2 separate regions of the Bombyx mori genome follow, and region 1 is linked to region 2. Evidence: chromatin contacts called from public Hi-C data. All regions are on one chromosome and are shown on one strand. The core of a region is the stretch at or near the end of the contact, and the rest is flanking DNA. Distances in the headings are between cores, read along the strand shown.

The links. A called contact is a pair of places that touch in the nucleus more often than the background predicts.
Region 1: a contact with region 2 is called in a Hi-C map of midgut, with 2.7 times the contacts expected there. The contact joins two enhancer-like sites. A contact is called at or near these places in 2 of 7 Hi-C or Micro-C datasets (midgut and whole pupa).

What each region holds. Positions count from the first base shown.
Region 1 is chr11:2,985,634-2,991,829 of ASM3026992v2, reverse strand. It overlaps LOC105841955 (aminopeptidase N), which reads left to right. Exons shown (of 28, transcript XM_021349745.3): 12 at 260-339; 13 at 1,251-1,363; 14 at 1,548-1,702; 15 at 2,298-2,391; 16 at 3,008-3,114; 17 at 3,922-4,065; 18 at 4,616-4,719; 19 at 5,212-5,407. Among protein-coding and RNA genes, the nearest start is that of LOC134199648, 10 kb to the right of the region's middle. Within about 2 kb of position 3,524, at least 3 of the 8 cell types and tissues checked have open chromatin away from gene starts, as enhancers often do.
Region 2 is chr11:2,828,486-2,834,900 of ASM3026992v2, reverse strand. It overlaps LOC101741193 (ATP-dependent RNA helicase abstrakt), which reads right to left. Exons shown (of 12, transcript XM_004922191.5): 5 at 6,107-6,243; 6 at 5,169-5,266; 7 at 3,900-4,063; 8 at 2,387-2,592; 9 at 1,175-1,291; 10 at 199-386. Among protein-coding and RNA genes, the nearest start is that of LOC101741193, 6.4 kb to the right of the region's middle. Within about 2 kb of position 2,515, at least 3 of the 8 cell types and tissues checked have open chromatin away from gene starts, as enhancers often do.

The sequences.
Region 1 (6,196 bases), core at 2,275-4,774, 160 kb before region 2:
ATACGAATAGCTGATAAAGGGTATTTTGGTAAGATCTTTTTTTCCTAAATTATAAATTTGAAATGATTCCTGTACAGTTTCAAAAATGCCATTTAAACCTTAATAACCTTTCTAAACCGTCGTTAAGTGTATTTTGACAAATGATTAAAATTAAATGATGACTTTTATGAACTCTACACTGGCAACAATGGCATCCCAAAAAGCAAACTGCCATACTTAAAAATTAAAAAAAAACAATAGTTATTTTCGTCCTTTACAGACCGCTTCTCGAATGGTTGCAGAAAACCATCCAGCAGTTCAGTTACGAGTTGAACACGTCGTATCCTCTACCGAAATTCGGTAAGTCCTGTGCGCTTCCACTGCATCTTAAGCCAGGGTCTGCACGAGCTGTCCAAAACAGCAATTGTTTAGGTTCTGTCAAGACAACTTCGCGAGGGGACCGGCAAAACTACTTGGCCGCAGCTTTTTGATCGAACTTTTCCAGAGTAGATGGGACTTTTTCCGTGATTACTCTAGACCAGTCATGCCTTTAGGCACTCAGCGAATACTAAGAGGGCTTTGTTGGCAAGTAGTTCATCCACTGTGACCCTGATGTGCCATCCTCCAGATTGTCGTTTCAGTCTCAATAGAACTCTCTTGGTAGAGTCAGATTAGCATCAAGAGGACAGGCAGTCATGACACTGCCCACAAAATAGCAAAAATTCTTTTATTTTACTATCAAAGGTAAATAAAGTTGGTGGAACCGCCTCTGGCTAGGTGGTGGCAAGAAGTGGATGAGCAGAGTCGAAGATCAAACTCATTGGTGTAAATTAGGACAGGCCTGTATCAACAGTTGATGACTGTGGCCTGATGATGATGACGAAATAGATTAGTGTAAATTATTATTTTTAATGCCTGTGTAGGCAGAGGATCATCATTTATAACCATCATTAGGTTGGCCGTATGCTCATGGACGTTAGTAATACCAGGGGCAGAGCCAAGCCACTGCCTACCGTTTAATACTCTCCACAAGCCTCGTTCGAAGAAGGACATGTCATAGTGCTCGGGGAACACCGTGGAATGGAGCTCATTCCAAAGCCGGATGGTGCGGGGCAAAAAAGATGTCTGAAAACTGTGGATGATCGCAGTGGTTCCAGGTATTATGAACAGACTCTACTCCGATGGTGGACGGCGCGATGATGAAATTTAGATGATGGTATCATCTCAAACAAATTCCTCTAGATTAATTTATTTAATTGTCAATATTGCAGATGTCGTGGTGGTTGACAGCGCCAACCACTATTCAGAAGGTTGGGGCCTCATTACTCTCGCGCCAGCCACTTTATCTGACACCAAAACTATAGCAAGACTTTTGGCACAGCAGGTCAGCAAGTACCTTGTTTCTTAGTGTTTTTTTTTCTGAGGAAATCAACTGGTATTTCTATTCCCTTTGTATTGATTGTCTAAGCAGCATCTGATTTCTTTAAGTGTAGTTACTTTCCGAATAAAGAAAATTTATTAAATAGATTAAAGACTGATTGGTTCATTAACTAGCTCTTTTTATTCAGTGGTTCGGAGGCCTAGTCTCTCCAAGATGGTGGGCGTCGCAGTGGCTGATGGAAGCCCTAACATCGCTAATAGCTGAAAAAGCACCGCCCTTCAAAAATTCCGCCCTGAAGCAAGAAGAAGCTTTGCTGCTCGACCATGTTCTGCCAGCACTGAGGTAAGGCAAATTTATATCATAATTGGCGTTTTCACTAGTGGTAGGGCGTTATGTGATCACGCACGGAACAGCACCCTCCACTATCACCAGTAATGCGTTTCGGTGTGAAGGATGAGGCAACTCTTGTACTATAGAACCGAGACTTAGACCTCATATCTCAAGGTGGATGACGGGATTTACATTTTTAATGTCTATGGACTCCGATGATCACTTTACACCAGGTGCTTAGGCAATAAAAAAATCTCATAAAATGTGTTCCAAATCGGTTTATGGTTGGAGCTGTCTCTTGGATGCAAAAGCACGCGATTCGTATTTAACGGTCAGAAGCTGATAAGCTTACTTCAACGGCAGAATATCATTTCGAGACCCAAATCCCTGGACTGACTTTGCGTTTTTTGAATGCGTTTCGGTTTGAAGGGTGGGGTAGCCGTTGTAACTATACTGAGACCTTAGAACTTATATCTCAAGGTGGGTGGCGCATTTACGTTGTAGATGTCTATGGACTCCAGTAACCACTTAACACCAGGTGGGCTGTGAGTACTCCACCAATCTAAGCAATAAAAATAAAAATAAATCTTCTAATGCTCACCCTCAGGTTAGACTCTGGAAGTACAGTTCGGGCGGTCGCGGCATTGAGACTCGAACGCGCCGACATCGAGTCGGCTACGGATGAACTCTCTCTGCACAAGGTAACCCTTGCGTCTGTTTTCTCTACCATTAGTAATCTTTTTTTTTCCTACCTAAGCTGATGGTCTAGAGCAGCCTTTCCCAAAGTGGGCAATAACGCCCCCTTGTGGGCGCTGCCGGCCTAAAGGGGGGCAGTAAGAGACCCTGGAAAAAAGGGGGCGTTGTGGCTTGAGCTTGGCGATTTGTAATTTAATCTAGAAGGACTCTTAGACACCGACTAAGCTCTCACTATAGTGGTTTTTAAGTAGGATGGGGGCGCTGAAAAATAATTTATTCTTAAAGTGGGCAGTAGATAAAATAAGCTTGAAAACCCCTGGTCTAGAGAGACCATATCGGGCTCAAATCTGACGACGTTGCTAACACGAACCCTAGCAAGAGTCGTGCTTCGCAGAATCTACCATCGGAACTACGTATCGGAAACGGGACCCACTGAGAAGATCCGGCGAGAAACTCAGTGAGCTATAATCTTATGCAGTTTGGACTAATTAAATTTGTCTCAACAAGTACCATCAGTGGGCTATAATCTTATGCAGTTTAGACTAATAAGATTTGTCTCAACGAGTACCACACGCGAAGGTTGTCTTGTTTGGTTTTTTTCATTGATTTCTTACTGTCTAGGGTGCTGCCATAGTTAGTATGGCAATCGAAGCAGCCGGTGAGGAAACTGGCCGAGCAGCACTCGCGCGTCTGTTGCGCGATCACCGCTATGCAAGCGCCGACGCCAGGTAAGCTATGTTTTATGATCGGTGTCTAGGTCTACTGGACGAAGACCGACCACAGCATCCGGATCTGAAGCTGAACACAGAATCTTTGTTAACGACTTCACAGAGGGCATTCCATTTTAATAGGACACGTCAGATATATAGGTACGGAGCGGGGTAGAATGATCCATTATTAGTGTGAGCACACATTGCCGAGCACTCAAAATAACTGATGAGACAATCAATGCAAACGTTTATTTTCACTGTAGCAAACAAATTTACAGAGAATCACTAATGATCGAACAGATAAATGGAGGTTAGTCGACAAACGCGGGAAGCTCGTTACAACGACCCAAGTGACCAAGTAATGACCGTTCGGGTCGGTCCCTAAAGATGGCAGTTTATTCTTTACAGTAAAAGTGTAGGTACCTCAAACGTCAACTGTCAAACAGCCTCAAACGTCAAACCGTCGGAAATTGGCGTTGCCATCGCCTTATCGACCTTACCTAAATGAACTACTTGACGCTTCCGACTAAACTCGATTAATAACATTTACTGAAACTGCGACATAAACATCTCTTTCCTGCACTAAATCGAATTGAAGTTGCGGCCTCCGCACCAAAGATGCCCATATCTTCCTTAACCCACTCCAAGGCGAATACGGCCGTGGCGTACCAATACCTAGCTAAAGATTTGTCGTCTAGCATGCAATTGCTATAGACATGCTGATTGTAGATGTTGGAAGCTTTACATTAGAGACATTAGATGAAGAATACCTATCTGGTCGCGCCACAAGGAACAGATTTGTAACATAAAAAAATATATATCCAGAGATTTATGGCGGGCGTTGCAACGTGACAACCCTGACGATGCATCGGTGCAGGCCCACGCGTGGGACGGCTGGTGCGAGAAGCCAGGGTATCCGTTGCTGAGCGCGACGACAGTCGGAGATGACGTCATTCTCAAACAAGAAAGGTCAGTTATATGCTCCTCATTTAAAATCTTAACTATGACCGCGATTAAGTCCTAGGTTTTTTTTATTGCTTACATAGGTGGACGAGTTCACAGCCCACCTGTTGTTAAGTAGTTACCGGAGCTCCGGAGCCCATAGACATGTACAACGTAAGTGCGCCACCTACCTTGAAATATAAGTTCTAAGGTCTCAGTATAGCAACGGCTGCCCCACCCATCAAGACGAAACGCATTACTACTTCACGGCAGAAATAGGTAGGGTGGTGGTACCTACCCGTGCGGACTCACAAAAGGTCCTACCACCGGTAATTACGCAAATTATAATTTTGCGGGTTTCATTTTTATTACACGATGTTATCCCTTCACCGTGAAAGTCAATCGTGAACGTTTGTTAAGTACGTATTTCATTATAAAAATCGTTACCCGCCTGGGATTCGAACACCCCGTGCATCGCTCAACACGAACGCACCGGACGTCTTATCCTTTAGGCCACGACGACTTCAAAACCTGCCCGGTGAATAATACATTAAAGCATACCCCATTCAACTCCCAGGTTCCTGATGACGGCCGAACCACCACCCCCAGAGCCTCCAATGCTGAACGACCTCCTCACTCAGGACTTGAGAGCCGATCTCGAAGCATTGTTCTTTGATCCAGGTAATAAATAAACGTAGATATAAGTGAAACAAACTTAAATTATATTTGGCTTGTGTATTAGCAGACTGCACGGGTATGTCCCACCATCACAGACCTGTCTCTCGCTGAGATGTCTATGAGCTTCAGTAAGTACTGGTGGGAATAATCTTGAACTCAGAGACTGGTTCGAATCTCAGGGTCCAGGCAGAGATTCAATGGGAACTATGGTTTCAGATATAACTATGAACCGTTGGTTTGTATGAAATGAGTTATGTTGCGAGGTGCAATGATGGGGTTACAAACATTGATAGCACAATGCACAGGGTAGCGCGGAGGGGTCTGGGTCAGTCGGGAGACCGCTAAGTGGTTAGATTAGAAATAGCTTTTTCAAGGTCTTGCACATTTCTCAACGACACTTGAAGTGGATGTTTGAGTTTTAAACACTGATTGTTATTACTACCTGGACTATCGTCCACGGACACCAAATCATTAGCATATAACGCATTCTTATAGAAAACTACACGGACGCTACCGAAGAGGACTACAATGCCACCACCACGACCACCCCACTCCCAACCACCACCACCAAGAAGCCGTCGCCGAAGACGACGAAGCTGCCGCCACCGAAATGGATTATCCCGATTACCTTCACCGTTGGCCCCCTGGAAGCAGACCCGGAGGAAATCCACACAATGCACAACGGAACTTGGTGAGTGGAGACCGTGGACTGCTGTGACTATCCCGCCTATTCCTGACGCTAAGGAGACAAGGTTTCCTCGCGTACATATGCTTGGGGCTTGGTTTTGTTACTGGTACCGCATAACGACATTGACTTATGAAGCAACATGATCTTTGTAAAGATCAATAATAATTATTAAGGAGATACCCATAAAACTGAAATGCATAACTGGAAGTAGTATCAAGAGCGTGGGGAAACCGAAGGCGGTGGCGAAACGAACGATCACTAGAACGGTGACGGATCCTCGCCTTCGCAAATGCGAATGTTCTCGAATTCGCCTCCGCATTCGCCTGCGCGAATTCTCAGAGGTGTTCCTCGTGTGGAAATTCCCAATAAATGAGCGTAATACACAAAATCGTATGGTACGAAATTTAAAACTTTTGCTCTTGTTTTGTACACTTACCCCGCGTGCCCCCTAAGACCACCTCGCAAAAGGTTCCCCCCTACTGAAAAAAAAGCCACTTCCGTCTCCCTTAACTTCTGCCTTCGCGGCGACCAAGCTGTGACCATCTAGATGCCTCCGTTAGAACTTTACAAATCATTACTATGACTAATACGAAAAAAAGTACTTTCGGCAATGACGAACCCATGTGCTCCCACGAAGCCGTTGACCGCACGAATTGATTTTTGATCGCGTTACATTCCGTGCTACAGTTTGGAAAGCTTTTCTTTCGTCTTCTCTTGAAAATATTCAGGATTGCGGTTATCGTTGGCAATTGGCCATGGCCCAGCGCTGAGCTCTCTCCCAGACTAGGAGAC
Region 2 (6,415 bases), core at 1,266-3,765:
AATAAATAAATAAAAAAAAACTGAACTATCAAGTACTTTAAGGTTTACGTGGTTGGACAGCTGTCGGGTTATGGTAGTTTTTAAATTTGCTAACCTGTATTAAGCTTTAGCACTAGTAAATCGCAGTATTCTGATACAACAGTCAGAGAGCGCTGTTAACCCCCCCAACCCTCCTAAACCCCCCGCGCCCACACTCACCCGCTGTCCGGCTTCCCGCAGCAGATGCACCAGGTCCCGCAGCACGCTGTGGTCGGGGCGGCCCAGCAGCGTGGTGGCCACGCCCCCGCCCCCCGCGCGCCCCGTGCGCCCGATGCGGTGCACGTAGTTCTCGATGTCCTCCGGCATGTCGTAGTTGATGACGTGCTGGATGTTCGCGAAGTCGAGCCCTGGGGGTCGCGGCCGACTTACAGATCCGAACAGGTTTTTTTTTTAATTGCCTTTGTAGGCAGACGAGCATACGGCCCATCTGATGGTAAGTGGTCACCGTCGCTCATGGACGTTAGCAATGCCAGGAGCAGAGTCAAGCCGCTACCTACCATACCCGGGGCGAACCCATGGCAAGGGACCACGAATTCCTATTGAGACTTGGGGAAAGCTTTTTTTATTGCTTAGATGAACGGATGAGCTCACACGTAAATACGGCCACCCACCTTGAGATATAAGTTGTAAGGTCTCAGTATAGTTACAACGACCGTCCCGCCCTTCAAACCGAAACCCTGCTTCACGGCAGAAACAGGTAGGGCGGTGGTCACAATTCGTCCTACCATCACTAATTACGCAAATTATAATTTTTGCGGGTAGAATTGTGCATTCCAATTATATTGTTTAACAATTGAAACACCATTCAAATTGCTTCGCAGCACTTACTAATCACGCAAAGCATTGAGAGTTCAACTTTCATAACCCCATGTTTATAACGTGAAAATAATTGATGTCCATGGACTACGGATCAGTTACGCCCTTAAGTATTATACCCATTTATTCAACAAAACAACGAAATGTCATACGGCCATTTCCGCTTCCATATTGTGCCTGATTGAAAGTACTAAAAATTACTATAATATCCGGGTATTAATCACAACCGGTCCCAAGCAAGGATTCCCTGTACTACCCTGGTCGGCGGCATAAAGTGCCGCGCCACTCGTACCGATATGGCTCAAAACGCAATACTGACCTTTGCTAGCGACATCCGTGGCCACCAGCACGTCCTTTTCCCCCCTCCTGAAGGCTTCGACTGCCCGAGACCTCTCCTCCTGGTCCTTGCCACCGTGAATGGCGACGGCTTCCACTCCTGACAATGGCATTGGCATGTTTAAGCGTTACAATCAATGTGCTGATGATCGATCTTCAGAAGGGTGTTACGTAAGGCCATTACATGGAAACCCGTCGCATGTACCTTCCGGGAATCGACCGTCAGCTGTCACGAAGAGAGCTGTCAACACAACTTGACTGATCTAAATGATCAGCATCCAGGGCATCGCTTCGTATCCGGACCCAGCACTCTTGGGTCTCATATCGACCAGGACACACGATGTTAGATTAGTTTAGAGTGACTTTCAAATTGTAATCTTTATATTTTTTTTTTATTGCTTAGATGTGTGGACGAGCTCACAACCCACCTGGTGTTAAGTGGTTACTGGAGCCCATAGACATCTACGACGTAAATGCGCCACCCATATTGAGATATAAGTTCTAAGGTCTCAGTATGGTTACAACGGCTGCCCCACCCTTCAAACCGAAACGCATCACTGCTTCACGGCAGGAATAGGCGGGGCGGTGGTACCTACCCGCGCGGACTCACAAGAGGTCCTACCACCAGTAAATACTTATACTAATTTACGGGCGTCGGCCACTAGATGGCTTCGCTTCGATTAGTTTCTCATTACTCCTGTAGATGGCAGTAATATATTAACTATCCTATATTTTATTTTTAATGAAGGATTTTGTAAGTCTTCAGAAACCACAAAAGTGATAAAATTTAATTAATTTATCTATAACAGCTTATATGATTTATTAATTTTTATGTTCTGTGTTTATTTATACCATAATTAAATGCGTTAACTTTAACAACATATAAGTTTAGGGGCATCCGCTACGAGATGTCGCTAGTTTCCATACAGAAAAAATATATTTGTCTTAAAGTTTCAGGGACCTGGCATTCTTAACAAACTATAGTGGTGCAATAGGAACAATGCTTTCATTTTTATTACTTAGATGGGTGGACGAGCTCACAGCCCACCTGGTGTTAAGTGGTTACTGAAACCCATAGACATCTACGACGTAAATGCGCCACCTATCTTGACTAAATACCCAACAATCCTCCAACAACCACCACGGAGAACGCTGGGTCCTGTAAATCATTGCTGAAAATAGGAACTGGTCTCACCTTTCAGCAGCAAGTACTCGTGCACGGCATCCACGTCCTGTTTCCTCTCGGCGAATATGAGGGTCGGGGGCGGAGTCTTCTGCAGGCAGTGCAGCAGCTGCACGGTGCGGGCCTCGGGCTGCGCCGGCTCCAGGTCCTGGCGGACGGTGAGCGAGGCAGCCCCAGCGCGCCCCACGTTTACCGTCACCGGACGGACCAGAGCTGATCTGTTAAGTGTTTTCGAAGAGTCTCTTACACGAATGAGGAGTTTTTCAGTGGTCTTTTTGGATAGACCCGCCAAATTATAATTTGCGCAATTTTTAGTACTTTCAATCAGGCTTAATATGGGAGCGGAAATGGCCGTATAATAATTCGTTGTTCGTTGAGTAAATGGGTATAATACTTAACGGCGCAACTGATGTTATTTGACCGCTGTAGTCCATGGACATCAACGGCCGTCTGGTGTAGTGGTAAGTGACATGGTCACTACACAAGGGGGTCGCGGGTTCGAATCCCGCCAAGGGAAGATATTTGTGTATGATAAATATAAATGTCTTTTCCAGGGTTATGGATGTATATTAAATATGTGTATGTGTATAATAAAAATCTTACATTTATTTCCGTTATCTGGTACCTGTAACACAAGTTCTTTACGAACTTATCACGGGACCAGTTAACGTGGCGTGATTGTTAGTAAATATTTATTTATTATTTACACGTTATTTATTATAACATGGGGTAATAAAAATTGAACTCTCTTAATGTTTTGCGTGATTAGTAAGTACTGCGAAGTGATCACGCTTTCTAGTTTGAATGGTGTTTTAATTATTAAACAATATAAATGGGACGCACAATTTTACTCGCAAAAGTTATAATTTGCGTAATTACTGGTGGTAGGATGTCTTGTGAGTCCGCGCGCTACCCAGGTACCACCACCTATTTCTGCCGTAAAGCAGTAATGCGTTTCGGATTGAAGGTCGGAGCAGGCGTTGTAAATATACTGAGAGCTTAGATCTTATATCTCAAGGTGGGTGGCGCAATTACGTTGTAGATGCCTATGGACTCAAGTAACTACGTAACACCAGGTGGGCTGTGAGTTCGTCCACCCATCTAAGCAATAAAAAGCGGTAACGCGAGCAGCGAATTTCATGAGGCGGTCCTATGTCCAATGCGTGAGGACATTGGACCGTAAAGGGTTTGCTGTAATGTTTCTTGAGGTCCAAACATGTGATAACAGTGGTTCATCAGCCATTTGATGTCTGTGCTGGGTCGCGTTTCCGATCCGGTGGTAGATTCTGCGAAGCACTGCTCTTGCTAGGGTTCGTGTTAGCAACATCGTCAGGTTTGAGCCCCGTGAGCTCACCCACATGTTAGGGCGAAGCTGAAATAGCCTCTCAAGGCTATCAACATAGGTAGGAAAAACAACACCTTTCTTGCTTCACGGCAGAAACAGGGGGTGGTACCTACCCGCGCGGACTCACAAGACGTCCTGCCACCAGTAAAAGGCTGAAAGTTCAGTTGACAAAAGACCTACCGAGCAAAGTTCTGGATCTTCTTCGGCATAGTGGCGCTGAACAGTAACGTCTGTCTCTGCCCGGCGAAGTAAGAGAATATCGTTCGCACGTCCTCTTCGAAGCCCATGTCGATCATGCGATCAGCTTCGTCCATGCAGAGGTACCGGCAGACGTTGAGCCGGACCTGGACGTAAACGGATAATTGGGAACCAAACACGCACGGATATCCGGCCCTCAAATTCAGGGTTCCCTGTGTTTTATCGGTACCGGAGACTGATGTATTTATTTATTTATTACACTTAATGTAAATTTTTGATTGGCAGACTTAATACCTAAGGCCTTATCTACTGGTCAACCAAAGGGAGTGCAGAGTAAATAGTGGTAGGTGCAATGAAATTTATATTAAATTACAAATACATACACATATACTTACATACATACATAGTTACATAAATACATATATCTATATATTAATACGTGAAGCAAAAACTTTGTAACCCTTTTTACGAAAATTGCGCGGTCGGACAAGTATGATATTTTCCACGCTTATAGAGAATATAGAGAAGGAATGCACAATGATAATATTTTTTTTTAATTTTGCATAAAAAATAGATGAAGTCAATTAAAAAAAAACATTAAACACACTACCATGTATTTGACACAAAACGCTTTGTTTATTATCAAACTTTTCTTATTATTTAAATTCTGTGATCAAATTGAGAATAAATTAATATTGTTTATCTTTAATATTATTTGTCTATAGCGACTCTTGGCGAAATCTATGATTATAGAAGCATAAATAGTCTTTGACAATAGAACCAATAACAATAATGTTCAAACTTATAATTTCAATTAAATATACTCGAATTTGGACTACCGAAGCACCACTAGTACGTTTAAATATATACATATATATAGATTATAAATAAAGAGCAAAAAAATTTGTTTATCACATAAATATTTGCCTGAAGCGGAAATCGAACCTGCGAACCTCGGCACAGCAGTCATGGGTGTTAACTGCTGCTCCACCGGATCAGTCAAAATTAAGTTCTATCCTGATCGACTTGGGGGAGGGTGATGGGAGAGATGTGCTCCGCACTAAGCGCTTCACTCTCCCCTTTGCCTTTTCATGAGTTCTGTCTCATGCGAGGCACGGACGTGGGTTGTTGAGCGACAGGAGGTTTAAGTCGGTTTGACTCCAACATGCCCCACCCGCCATCCCCCGTGGAGGGTGGGAGTCCAGCGACTTCCTCGTGATAAAAAAAAAAAGAAAATCCTGATCGTCTTACCATCTTTTTATCCAGCATATCCATCAGCCTCCCCGGCGTTGCCACCATGATGTGAACGCCTTTCTGGACCACCTCCATGCATTCGGAGACGGCTACGCCTACCATCGAAAATTCCTAACTTAAGATACTAAATCAGGGCATTCTTTTTAATAGCATAGCTTTGAGCGCGGCGACCGAATCAAGAAATTCTGTAACGAAAATAAAACCTAACACCCCCACTCCGCCTACATGTAGCTCGCGTTCAACACATTCACACGTTTTTTTATTTTATTTTATTGCTTAGATGTGTGGACGAGCTCACAGCCCACCTGGTGTTAAGTGGTTACTGGAGCCCATAGACATCTACAACGTAAATGCGCCACCCACCTTGAGATATAAGTTGTAAGGTCTCAGTATAGTTACAACGGCTGCCCCACCCTTCAAACCGAAACGCATTACTGCTTCACGGCAGAAATAGACAGGGCGGTGGTACCTACCCGCGCGGACTCACAACAGGTCCTACCACCAGTAATTACGCAAATTATAATTTTGCGGGTTTCACTTTTATTACACGATATTATTCCTTCACCGTGGAAGTCAATCGTGAACATTTGTTGAGTACGTATTTCATTAGAAAAATTGGTACCCGCCTGCGGGATTCGAACACCGGTGCATCGCTTCAACACGAATGTACCGGGTGTCTTATCCGTTAGACCACGACGACTTGCGTTGCGCCTGTGTAGTGTTTGTGAATAAGCGCGCGGCGTGACGTCACACTGCGTGCGCATCATGAAAAGTCTGCCCATCTCTCTCTCTCGCGCGCTCTAGCTTATGAGTGTGAAGGGGACAGTTAATGTTTTGCTTTTGTTAATGTTTATAAATATAGCGTGGTCTTATTTTATTAGTGAGATATAAGTTCTAAGGTCTCCAATATGATTACAGCTATTGGGGCGCGGTACCTCCGATGGCGAGGCAGCTGCGGATCTCGGGGCTCCCGGTTAGCTTGAGGTGCCTGATGAAGTGTTGTATTATGTCGTGGGTCTGCTTGGCGAGCTCGCGCGAGGGACAGATGATCAGGCCGTAGGGACCCTCATTCCTAGAAGGAACAATTAGTGTTTCAGAACTCCTGAGACAACTGGTAGGCATATTGACTATTGGGCTCTCGAGAAGTCGGGAGAGTAAGCACTGATGGTAGGACGTCTTCTGAGTCCGCGCGGGTAGGTATCACCGCTCTGCCTATTTCTGCCGTGAAGCAGTTTGAAGGGTGG